Linked DNA regions of Sus scrofa: all the other regions are linked to region 3. The links are chromatin contacts, called in public HiChIP or PLAC-seq maps. All regions are on one chromosome and are shown on one strand. Each heading gives the region's core, a stretch centred on a gene start, on an enhancer-like site or on the middle of the called end of the contact. The rest is flanking DNA. Distances are from core to core; before and after follow the strand shown.

The links. HiChIP or PLAC-seq counts read pairs in DNA pulled down with a chosen protein or histone mark.
Region 1: a contact with region 3 is called in an H3K27ac HiChIP or PLAC-seq map of alveolar macrophages. The contact joins two enhancer-like sites. A contact is called at or near these places in 1 of 47 Hi-C or Micro-C datasets (embryonic fibroblasts) and 1 of 2 datasets of contacts at active chromatin or transcription factors (alveolar macrophages).
Region 2: an H3K27ac HiChIP or PLAC-seq map of alveolar macrophages shows a contact between it and region 3. The contact joins two enhancer-like sites. A contact is called at or near these places in 1 of 47 Hi-C or Micro-C datasets (embryonic fibroblasts) and 1 of 2 datasets of contacts at active chromatin or transcription factors (alveolar macrophages).

What each region holds. Positions count from the first base shown.
Region 1 is chr10:56,557,634-56,562,030 of Sscrofa11.1, reverse strand. No RefSeq gene overlaps it. Among named protein-coding and RNA genes, the nearest start is that of NRP1, 130 kb to the right of the region's middle. Within about 2 kb of position 2,035, at least 7 of the 83 cell types and tissues checked have an H3K27ac peak or open chromatin away from gene starts, as enhancers often do. A contact at or near this core is called in alveolar macrophages, where this site is marked.
Region 2 is chr10:56,502,056-56,506,217 of Sscrofa11.1, reverse strand. No RefSeq gene overlaps it. Among named protein-coding and RNA genes, the nearest start is that of NRP1, 73 kb to the right of the region's middle. Within about 2 kb of position 2,792, at least 5 of the 83 cell types and tissues checked have an H3K27ac peak or open chromatin away from gene starts, as enhancers often do. A contact at or near this core is called in alveolar macrophages, where this site is marked.
Region 3 is chr10:56,706,784-56,710,851 of Sscrofa11.1, reverse strand. No RefSeq gene overlaps it. Among named protein-coding and RNA genes, the nearest start is that of NRP1, 280 kb to the right of the region's middle. Within about 2 kb of position 2,486, at least 10 of the 83 cell types and tissues checked have an H3K27ac peak or open chromatin away from gene starts, as enhancers often do. A contact at or near this core is called in alveolar macrophages, where this site is marked.

The sequences.
Region 1 (4,397 bases), core at 786-3,285, 150 kb after region 3:
CTAATAAACATCGAATAAAATGGAATCGACTGTGTTCCGTCATGGGTGGAACACCTCGGCCTCTTGCCCGGGGCTCTGTGGACCTGCAGAGTCATAGCACAGAGGAGGATGCAGGAGTTCTTGATTGAGGGTTGTATTTGTTTGCTTGTTGTTGGTTTTTTTTAAATTCTAAAATTAGTTGAATTTCTTTTTATGTAGAGGCACTGAATTCACCCAAGCACTGATATAAAACTCAGACTGTACCCAGAATTAGGAAAGAACTTCATCTGGGGAGGGGCTTGGGGGTTTGTCCCCAAAGCATCTTAGAATCTGGAGACATGCCGACTCCCCTGGCTGTGAAGGTAAAGGCTTTGGCCAAGGGGTCCCTGTTTCTCCTCTGGGTAGAGGAAATGAGTCAGACTAGCAGAGGTGCCAAAACGGCGTGGGTGCGTGGTCCAAGTTACCCTGCAAGATGCAAGGGCTCAGAAGAGCTATTGCATTTCTGTCTTATCAGCGCCAAATGTGTTTCTCAGTCCAGCCTTTCTTAGGAATCCAGTGGAGAAATGGCAGGATTCAAGTCGTAACCCAGCTTCCCTCCCTCCCTGCCTATGGGAGTCCGGAATGCCAGCCCCTTTGAAAAGGAAGCGACTTCAAGGGGGCTGGAAGAAGGCTTTTCCTTCCGGGGGCGAGGTGGGAGGGCACATGTGCTTCCTGTTCGGTTCCATTCCTCCCATAAGTCAGAATTTGCCTGTGATTTCTCCCACCTAAGAGCATCGTTCAGAAGGTAAAGTGTTGCTTTGCCGACTGCAGTGTGAATTTTCATGTCTTCCATCAGTCCCTGGGAGCTGCTGGGGGTTCCCATCCAAGACACTAAAAGACAATTTCCATCTGTGGTCTGTGTGTCTAGCACCAAAAAATGTTGTTTAGACGGGTGGGATGTCACCTTTGATTGGAAGGCTCCGTCTGAATGGAAGAGGCTCCTCGACATGTAGAGCATTTGGCCGAGCTTCTCAGATCCGGAAAATCAGGCTGGAAGCTTTGTAGGAGTCTGTGGGAAGAGACAATTTGGAAAACGTTTTGAATCATTCCTTATTTTAATCAGACTAAAAATACCCAAACATGGCTTTTTAGTATTCTATCATTGGTCCCTGTCTTCTCTGTCAGCATGAAGACATCAACAATAAGGAAGAATTAATCTCCCTTTAAATATCTGGCCTTTTATTTATATATCATGGACTTGGACTTGGGTTGGCTCCAGTTTGGGGGAAAGATCCAGATTAATAATTTAGTTACTTTGATCCAAACCATATTTCTTTAGTTGGAATTTGATTTTCTAAGATTTATATTTACCATGGAGAATCTAAAGACTTTTTTTTTTTTTTTTTTAATTCCAAGTTGGAGGAACACATTTCTGGGGATCACGCAGCAGGAAAAGAACAACAAAAGACTGTTATCTAAACATGTGAACTCGACATAGTGTTGAATGTTACTGGAGTCATGAAAATGCTGCCTGAGTATGGACTATTGCATAGATTTCTAACCTACATGGATGCTCTTTTCCCATCAACTTTGAAATACAACAAATCTTTTTTTTTTTTTCTTTTCTTTTTTAGGGCCCTACTTGCAGCATATGGAAGTTCCCTGGCCACGGTTCAAATCAGAGCTGCAGCGGCTGGCCACAGCCACAGCCACTGCAACAGCAACAGAGGATCTGAGCCACATCTACAACCAAAGCCACAGCTTGCCACACCAAATCCTTAATCCACCGAGTGAAGCCAAGGATCAAACCTGTGTCCTCATGGAGACTAGCTGGGTTCTTAACCTGCTGAGCCACAGTGGGAACTCTGAAATACAACAAATAGTTACATTAATAAAATAAGCAGAGTGCAAATGAATGTCAACTTATATTTGAAATCAGTGGGTAATTATTCTAAGAAGGTTTTGTTTGTTTTTTTATTTGTTTTTAAATAAGACAGTTGTGGAGTTGCAGTCATGACTCAGCAGGGTGGAGCCCTTGAATGGGATTAGTGCCCTTAGAAGAGTCCTGAGAGAGTTTACTTCCTCTCTCTGCCATGTGAAGATGCAATGAGATTTAAAACTGGCCATCTGATGGCAGGGTGAAGTGGGGTAGGTGGGAGACTAGTGGGATTAAGACATAAGAATCCAGGAGTTCCCAGAGTGGTGCAGTGGTTAACAAATCCAACTAGGAACCATGAGGTTGCAGGTTCAATCCCTGGCCTTGCTCAGTGGGTTAAGAATCTGGTGTTGCTGTGAGCTGTGGTGTATGTCACAGACGTGGCTCGGATCCTGCATTGCTGTGGCTCTGGTGTAGGCCAGTGGCTATAGCTCCAATTAGACCCCTAGCCTGGGAACCTCCATATGCTGTGGGAGCAGCCCTGAAAAGGCAAAGAGACAAAAAAAAAAAAAAAAAAAAAAAAAAAGGACATAAGAATCCAGAGGGGTGACCTCAGTTAGAATGGTCCAGCTTTGGATTTCTGTTCTAGCGATGGCCTGTAAACCAAGACGCCCCTTTTATTTTTTCTCTAATCATTGAATGAGTGGCATCTATCACTTTCAAGATGAGAACTCATCTCTAATAATGTTTATTTAAGAATACTTAACATTTAATTGATAGATGAGATGCTTCATGATGGTCCCACTGAAATGAAAAGCAGAGGTTCTACCAAAGTATTTTTACAGGTTTTTTCAGGTCCCAAAGAACTTGAGTTTTACTTACGTCCTCATTTTTAAAAGACATATTCAGATATTCAGGAAGATACCCCTAAAAGAAATTTCCTGGACAACCATAGTTTTTCTCTTGGATAGTTACAACCTTCACCTTTGCTTTCAGTTCTAAACTTTAAGGGCAAACAAGACATAATCAACTCATGGTCCAAACCTGCAAACCATGCATATGTAGATTTATGTAAATATATATGCAAATAAGGAACAGCCACTGGGCTTCTGGGAGGTCGCAAATGGGGCCCTTGGTACAGCAGAGGTCAAATATCCTTGGCTTAGAGCTCAATTCTACATGCAGATTTTTATAGGACAATGGCAGCCCCTAAACACAGCAGTCTTTAAATGCTGTGATAATTCTACGCTTGAGTAGTTTTCAGTCATAATTAGAAAGAGGTGACCTGGTTCAGAGAAAAATGAAGAGCAGAATGAAACTGAGCTCTAATATTCCAGTTTTCTTAAGTTGGATACTTATTATCTCCCTTCCCCCGCTTTCCTAATTTTTTCACATGCTCTTGAAAGGACCTCAGATGGCATGAAAAATAGCTTTTTAAATTTTCAACTTGCTTTGATTTGAGTACCAAATTTTTCCAACTTACCTAAAAGGCAGATCGTTCAAAGCCACTGTCCTTGGAATGGCCTCAATGCCAAGGAGCCTCCTTCCCTAAGAGACTGCGTCACCACCACCAGTTAAATTATCCAAGGCTACAGCGACAGATAACCTGCAATGACTGTTGCCACTACTATTATTACTAAGAGCTATGTAATTTTAATTCCAGGGTAATCAGTGGAAAAGACCATTAAACTTTAGCATTTCCTTGTGGAAGCTTGCTGGATACCCTTGGTACAGAAGACCAGGCTATTTCCAGTCCTTCATCCCGGGAGAGGGAGAGAGATGTGTGGAACAATGGGAATGATGGTATCCAATCAGCGTTAGTCTTGGAGAAATGAACCAAAATGGTCCTCAAGCATCCATGTAGGGCATTGGCAATTGAGTTCCCAACCAGAGGTTTTCGTCTGCTTTTGCTGCAGGGTTCAATAATTGTGCCAAGAAGTTTGACTTTGACCTTCACCAACTCTTCCTGCCCAGAAACAAGACTCAGGCAGGAATCTTAACAGTTCCCAACTCTGGCCACTCCCAGTCCACTGTCACCCAGCACCGCCTCCTGGGCTCCCCAAACACTTTGTTTTATAGGCTGACAGTGAGAAAATTCCTGTTCTCTTAAAGTGTTTCCAGGACTGTGGCCAACGGCAGACACTAGGTCATTAAACACATTTACAGCTGAATGACTAAAGAAAAGACATGATAGTTTTAATTAATTCTCTGCAATTGAGCCCTACATTCCTTGGATAAGATGATTACTTCTGTGTTCCTCTGATTCCAGTTCTACAAAACTGAGGTCAAAATGCCAATTTTCTTCAATGAAATGGTCTGGAAAATAAGAAAGATAAAAATCTAAAAGCATTCACAAATATCTCTTGTTAAGTTGAGAAAAGGCATTGAGTGAGTTTAAAATTAGCCAAATTCCATGAAGAGTGGCTGTAAAAATTTAATCTATCAGGATAAGAGCTGTGGTTTCAGTGCTGACAAAAATGTGAAAACAGGATTAAAAGAGGTGGGGGTGGGGCATCTAAAAAGTCAGAGAGGGCGTTTGCTCTGTTGAGCACAGAGAGCCAAG
Region 2 (4,162 bases), core at 1,543-4,042, 200 kb after region 3:
ATGAATACTATTCAAGAAGTCACTACCTACAAGCAACCACCTTCTACTCTTTCTCTCTCTATGTGTGTGTGTGTTGGTGTTCCTTAAAACTTGTTTCTCTGTCTCTTGATTAAAACCTGGATTCCAGGTTTCCCGAGCCCCTGCCATGAGTCCTATATGGTTCTTTTCTTCAATCTTAAAATTTTCAGCTGCAGCTTCAGCCATAGCTTGGTGCACCTCTGACTCTTCAAGCCATGTATTATGTTCACTTGTAGGTTATTGATTATTTCATTTATCAATTCCCTGCCCATCTTAACCTCTAACCCCAGTGCACATACCAGTATCAGAAACTTCCCTTCCTGTGGAGTCTCCAGGCACTGATTCTGCCTTTAACTCCTGAGAAGAATAGGGTGGGTGGGGGGGTGCCTTTGTCTCTCTAGGGAGAGGACAGGTGGCCCTGGCCATCTGGGTGTCATTTAGGCCAAACATGTGCCTCTGATTCCCCAGACATTTCCCTTCCAGAACACTTGTCTTTTCCTCTGTCCCTCATTCTCCACTCTCATGGCTCCACCGATGTCCTCCATCGGTGTTTTTGCTACTTCCCCTGTCCTTTCAAAAATCAGTCTTATGTTCATCTTGCACATGCTTCTCTGCCCTCCGTGCTGCCTTCCTTCTGGTTAGTTATAAAATTTCATTCCCTTCGATCCATGAGAATTTTGACTTTAATCCTTCGCTTGATTCAAGAGCTCTTCCCGTCCCTGCTCCGGAATCCTGCCTTTACATCATCACCCAAAGTTCATTCTTTGACGCTATGAAAAAGCAGATTCCACAAGCATATTGATTCAGACAAATGCACGGAAAGATGCACAGGTGTAGATGCACAGAAAACGATAAAGTCTGGACAATGAATCCATCTCATAAACCCCCGGCAGCGGTGCTCGTGTTCTGTGTGTTTTCACCTCCTGCCCACTTCGGCCCTTGAGACGTTTCTTCCCGCGTGTGGAGTGAGCGGAGTTGTCCCCTGGGTGTCGTGATCCCCTCTGCCCTCTTTCCTAGACACCTCCTCCCTCAAGTCTTGACTTTTAAATGTTTCTCCCCATACATCAAATAACCAACCTAAAAATGAACCCTGTTTGTTTCCTTTTTGAGACGCCTTCATCCCCTTCTTAACTGTCAGCAACACCTCCCGGCTTCCCAAATTCAGGGGCCTGGAATCATCTATTATTTCTCCATTTCCTCCTCGGCCACACTCATTCCCATGGGACCCTCGCTCCACTTCCTGAACAGGAATCTTACCAATCGAGTGCTTTCTTTCTCACTTCCACTCTGACTTTAGTTTAGGCTGAAATAATTTCCTGCTCCACCTGTACACAACCCCGACTTCCTACCCCCTCCCTCTGCTTATCTCTTCTTGTTCCTCAGAATCTAAAATTTTATGGAGGAAATATTTTATTGCCTCGGTCCCCTCTGCCACAGCCCTCTCTCACAGATGTACTCCATTCGTGCGGGGTTTTTTCTCTTAGATTGACTTTTCATTTTTTAATACAAAAGTCAGGATCTTACGATATTTGCATGACCCTCCTTTTTATCTTGTCTTCTGCCACTCACTACAGCATCCTTCAACTCCCAGGTTTATTTCATTTTGACACATTGGACTTGAAGCTTGAGCACTACCTAGAAACTATCATATTAAGTGAAGTTACTCAGACAGCGAAAGACAAATATCCTATGATATCACCTATACGTCGAATCTTAAAAAAAAAAAAAATAGCATACAAATGAACTTATATGTGGAACAAAAACAGACTCACAGACTCTGAAAAATTTATGGCTACTGAAGGGGACAGGTGGGTGGGTGGGAGGGATGGGCTGGGGGTTTGGGACCGACCCATGCGCACTGAAGTACAGGGAACAATGGGCCAACAGCGACCTGCTGTATAGCACCCAGAATTCTTTTTTTTTTTTCTTTTTAGAGCCGCACCCTCGGCATATGAAGGTTCCCAGGTTAGGGGTCAAATTGGAGCTACAGCTGCCAGCCTACACCACAGCCACAGCGACACAGGATCTGAGACCCATCTGCAACCTATACCACAGCTCACAGCAATGCCAGATCCTTAACCCACTGAGTGAGGCCAGGGATCGAACCCGCAACCTCATGGTTCCTAATCAGATTCATTTCCCCTTCGCCACGAGGGGAACTCCAGCACAGAGCAATCTACCCAGAATTCTGTGATTATCTATGGGGAAAAGAATCTGAGAGAGAATGGATATGTGTATGTGTGTGGCTGGGTCACTTTGTTGGACAGCAGCAATTATCACAACCTTGTAAATCAACTGCACTTCAGTAAAACTTTTTTTAAAAAGGTTAGTACTGAGGGATGTTAAACAAAAAACAGCCACATGAATCTTGCAACTGTATATGTTGGAGGCACAATATTGAGGTTTTAGTCTTTTATATTACATAGCTTTTTCCATGTAAGGATGCAGAAGAAATTCCTTTCATGGCTCAAGCTGAGAAAGGTTGGACTTGGCCTCAACAATATTTTAAATCTAGTAATTAATCTTAGTATTTTCATTATTGCCCCCCAGAGAAATCAGATATAAATGTGCGTGCGCCTCCTTTTGTGCAAATGTATTACCTGTTAAAAGTTTTATTTTAACTTGAAGAAAACATAAGCTTGAGCCCTATCCTATGTATTGTATTCCTTCCAGAACAGTTTGGTTAAAAACTGCAAGGTTGCATCAGATTTTGTTACTACATGGCAAATGATCTGGCAACACTTCTTGTTCTGAATCACAACAAACACTGCCACAGGCGCCAATGTTGCTGTTTCTTTAAGTACATGACCTTGTCCAGGAAATGGGAAGTGGACAGCCCTAGAATAGCCTTGAGGAAATGTTTGTGTTATGGAAACTTCTGCGGGGATAACATGGTACATTTCCTAAGACCCAGGTAAAAGCAGAAGCGAGAGAAAGACGGTCTCAGCTGCTTCCCAGGGATTGTTCCTGCACTGAAAACCGTGTCTCCCTGGCTCACTGAATGGGGAAGGGACTTGGGACATGGGGACCAATCTGTCTAACTTCAGTGGAGTTGGACCGGTGCTTAAAATAGGCACAAGGGCACTGGACCCAGCTTTTTGAAGTCTTTCTGTTGGTCGCAGACACCTCCTCTGTGATGTTTGACATTCGCTCTTCAGCTGGAAGGTCCTTTTGAATCGTATAGCTATGAAGAACCATATTTCCTCCAGTCCAGCTTAACCCCTTCGTCTGTAACCGCCAGCATGATGCCTTCACTTTCTCACTTTGACTTGGAACTCTTAGGTACCACCTTCAGAGTCCTTCAATACAAAGAGGTACTGAAATGGCTGAGGCTGTATAACGTCACAACTCAATACTCAGGTTAACTAGTACTTCCAGGAGGAGGCAGTTCTTGTCCTGATGTTGCCCCAAACCGGTCCCCTCAGACCACTCCTGGGAACCCTGTCCCAGTTGCTTGCGCTGTTTCCCCCCTTCGATTTTAATACATATTAGCAAAAACGAAATGAGATTTTTCATGGAGGTAATTTCAATTTCTGCCCAAAGATGGGCAGAGAAAGCAGCATGATACTTTGCCAGCTGCAGCTTTAGCACTTTGATGGAAGGATGCAAGCACACTCTTTATCTCTTTATGGATCACAAAGGCCTGAACTAATTAGTACTTATTAGAAAGCCAATTAGAAATACATTTTATTTCTCCGTGTGGTGTAAACGGAATATACCAAGGTGGATTGCGGGCTGGGATACCCTCTACAGCACTAAAGCCCAGATAGAGAATCGGGGTCTGCAAAGCGCTGCACACAGAGTGGGGGTTATTTTCACCCCATAAGTCTGGGAGCGTGAGAATCTCTTTCTTAGATGCGATATGGACCCAACGCTATGCAAATGCTGAGTCTGCTGCTAGGAGCCCTGTGCTTTGGGTAATGAGTATCCTTTGCCAATTTTAGCCTAACAGCCTAGCATTCCAACAGACCTCTCTTTGGTAATATTTCCTTTTCATTCTCATTTTCTTCGTGCTCAACCTTGCGCCTCCTGGATTTCCTTTAAATGATTTTTCCACCCCCATAGTTAAACATAGACGGCATCTGCTTTTGAGAACCTTCCATCTTCTTCTCTGACAGCCCTCTTATTCAGTTATCCGTAAGTG
Region 3 (4,068 bases), core at 1,237-3,736:
AATGGCTTATGAAGAATTCACCCTTACTTAGGGTCAGTTCAAAAAAGGCATTCCTGGAGTTCCCGTCATGGCGCAGTGGTTAACGAATCCGACTAGGAATAATGAGGTTGCAGGTTCAATCCCTGGCCTTGCTCAGTGGGTTAAGGATCTGGCGTTGCCGTGAGCTGTGGTATAGGTCGCAGACGCGGCTCGGATCCCGCGTTGCTGTGGCTCTGGCATAGGCCAGTGACTACAGCTCCAATTCGACCCCTAGCCTGGAACCTCCATATGCCATGGGAAGTGGCCCTAGAGAAGGCAAAAGACAAAAAAAAAAAAAAAAAAAAAAGTGTTCCTGATTAATGGGAGGCTCTTTTTCAAACACACCTTCAGGAGCCTAACTTCTTCCGTTCTTTGGTTCTGCTGTTTTCCACATTTGGCTTCCAGAACTCGCCTGTATCCACATCGCCCAAGTGGAAGAAGATGGAGTGTGGAGATTGGGGGAGAGGGGCTTTTCCAAGGTCAGACCAGAATAGCACGGATGGCTTCCATTCACTTGCCATTGTCTTGAACTTCAAGGGAGGCTGAGGAATGTGGTCAGTCCCAGGAAGAAGCTACCTGCCTGAGTTCATGAAAGGAACTTACCCTTGACAATGTCCATGTCTCCATCTGTAATGGAGAATAATTATACCTGCCTCTTCAGGAGGTTGTTAGAATTAAATTTCCTAACCACTGTTATTACTACATTGTGGAGCTCATAAAGCTTTGGTTTTCCCAGCTGAAAATTCCCCAGTTCAGAAGAGCCTCGTCTCTTCAAGACTTATTCTGATCTTATTAAGGATGAAGATCCAAGAAAGACATTGGAATTAAGTGAAAGTATCATCTGGGCGTCCGGAAGAGCAAGGAAATGAAATATTCAGCAGTTAGGCATAAACATCAGATTTTAGGGAAGCAGATTTCAAAGACTTCAAAGGAAGTATGTTCTAGCCTCCTGGCTATAGACCATAGATGTGAATGTAGTTCATTAAGGAGGGAAGGGTCTAAGCAAAAAGCAAACTCTGACAACACAATCATACATGATTACGTTGAGGAAGAAAATGGGATTCAGAGTCCAGAGGGAACTTTGCTGCTCTCAAGAGTGTTCTCAGATAAAAGGGCATGCATGAAATATGGGATACACTCCTTAAAATTATCGGAGCATCAGATATCAGGAAGAGCTGAAACCTTGTTTGGAGGAGAAGCAGAAAGGAACAAGGCCCTGATGGGACCCAATGGGGTGAAGTTCACAGCTGTCAGAGGGAATCGAGCTCATCCAGTTCCCATTATCTCCCGTGTTCTCCTTCAAGAACTGGGAAGGATGCAACCTAGTTGGGCAAGGAGATCATCTGACCTTTAAAATGGGTCCAGATCCCCAGGCCCAGGTGAATTTCATCCCAAATTAATGAGACTGAGAGCCAGCATAATGGAGATGGACAAACAGCCTGATTTTCAAAAACCAGAGTAAAGGAGGTAAGGGGAGCCCCAGTTTGGGAAGCTTCACAGAGACCCACAGCAACTCCTGGAACAGATGATTTACATGAGGGCTTGTGAGTACTTTGAGGAGTGTCATGCCAAGGAACAAGCATGGTTTCACCACATCAAACCCAGCTTGTTCCCCCTTGGAGGGGGAAAGGTGCCACAGTCTTAACATGAAGTGGTTTTGACAAAGAATTTAGCACAGTGTTTAGCACAGAATAGGTGTTCAATTAAACTTTGTTGCATGAACGCATGAACAGGATCCTTAGGAAGAAGATAAATAGACAATGAAGTTAGGTGGAATGGTGCAGTTTGGACAATGGATCTGTATTTTCAGGGAGGAAGGTCTTTATCAGTGCTTCTGTCACAGCTCTGTGTGGGCCTGAACTTGGCCTTGGAATGGGCATGAAATGAAGACACAGAAGATAAATACGTCAGATCTAGGAAGGATGTGCCCAATTTAAGGAAGTGGTAGCAGCGGCACTGTTCCCTGAAGAGGTTGACTCAGCTGCAATATTGAATCAAAGTCCGGAAACCACATGAAGAGGAACGTCAGCAAACTAGAAAGTGTCCAAGGAGGCAGCAGCAAGGACAAGAAGATGGAAACCAGGCCCTATAAGAAATGCTAAGAGCAATGGAGTTCGTTTAGTCTGGATCGAGAAGACCGGAGGTGGGGAAGGTGGACAGATGCTGCCTTCCATACGTTCTAAAGATGGTGGAGGGCGGGGCCGTGATGACGCATCAGCTCTTGCAGGGATCCCGGTCTCATTTCAATATGCAGAGAACTTAGCAAAGAATGAAGACTTGCCCCATTCATTGATCTCCCTCTGCTTTGAATGGCCATCTTGCAGCATTGTTTAATAGATGACTCTAGCTGTGGATGATAAGGGGAACTAAATCATGCTTGGACTTCTCAAAATCCAAAGTTGAGGTGGTCCAAATTCCTCCCCGATTCTTTGTTCTCCTTTCTGACAAAGAGCTGAGGAACTAAGTTTGTCGCAGCTGGTGGCACGGGAAAGCCAGGGCTGCCAGCTCACAACTCTGCCTGCCATGGCTGCCTTGCTGGGAGGAGCAGCACAGATGTGTCACTTCCATAATGCATGCTGCCTCCAGGGGAGAGACACCTCTGACAGCTGGCCAAGGAAGAGCCCTAATGTCAACTGTCAAAGCACCCAGTAGTCTGTGCTTGCGAGGGGGGCAGGGAATGAGATTTCAACTGCAGCAATAAGAGAGCAGACAATATGATCAAAACTAAACCAACGTGAACTAAGTCCCTTAAATTTATATGATACTGAGCATTCTCCTGGGCAAACTGATGTAATTATCATGAAGGTGATAGTTACAATGAATGGCACATTATTAGAGTAATGGTAAATATTACAATCTTTGTATTTGGTTGGAACACCCTGAGGGCTGTCCTACTTTTCTATTCATTTCTCTTGAACCACACTCAATAACCTTCCTAATTCCTCACTGCCTTCTACTGCTAAGGTCTCTTTTGGAAGGGATCAAAATCAGAAAATTTGGGAATTGGGGAACTCGGAATGAGAGCTTCTAAAATAAAATGTCAACATAAATTTCATATATTTCTCAAGCAGAACCCAAACACTGAGCCTGACGCTGATGCAAATAAGGAAGTGATGTGAGATTCTTATTTACACTGTAGGTTGAGGTCTTTCTCAGACACATTAAAAGGCAGCCGTGAAAATTTTCAGACTCATTGTGCTTCACTCTACCTGTGATTAGAAGCAGTTTGACTCTCTTTCTTTGAAGGTTTTTCTTTTATCTTTTTAACTCCAATATTTATGTCAAGCCACTGATCATACGATAAGATCCTGGAGGGTAGGAGTGGATTTTTAGCCACTCTTCTGTCCTCTACACAGCCTGGCGCAGTACCTCACTCACAGGCATTTAATTATTTGTTGAATAAATGGACAGATGAGTGGATATGTGATATTTTATTCAAACAAGTTGAGCAAGAAATGATTTCAAAAGAAGCAGAGAAACGCAATGTTTACATGACAGTTAAAGTTTTTTAGTTCTTGAATCCCATCTCCACCATCTCTCCCAAGTACTTTTTATTTGGAGATATATCACCGCCACTCTCAGCACTTAGTTCCAGCTTTGGATGGGATGGATCACTTTGTGTGAAATTCTTTACACTGATTCAGGGTAGCTCTCTGGAGTTTCCACTAGGAGGGTTCACGGTCCCATCTTAGGGGCGCCTCACACAGGAATTCTCATCCTCTGTAGCTTTACTTGCCTCCATAAAATCAAAGGCAAGTCTTATGAAACATACATACTTTCCAAGTAAATACGCCAGAGTCTCCACCCATTCATTCCCCATGAGAGATGCTTTCACAAGTATCCTTTAGACCAGGCTGCATGCTTTGGTTGGCTTTGAAGAGAAATGGCCACTCTGGATGCTCTCCAGATTCCGGAGAGCAGAGGAGAACCATTCAATACCCCATCCAGCTCCTTATTCTGGAGACCTCCTTCCTTTTCATGAGGCCTCAGGCCACTTTCTTTCTCAAGGCAATATCCTTGGGCCCTTTGTTTATGTGAGGTTACTTTAAA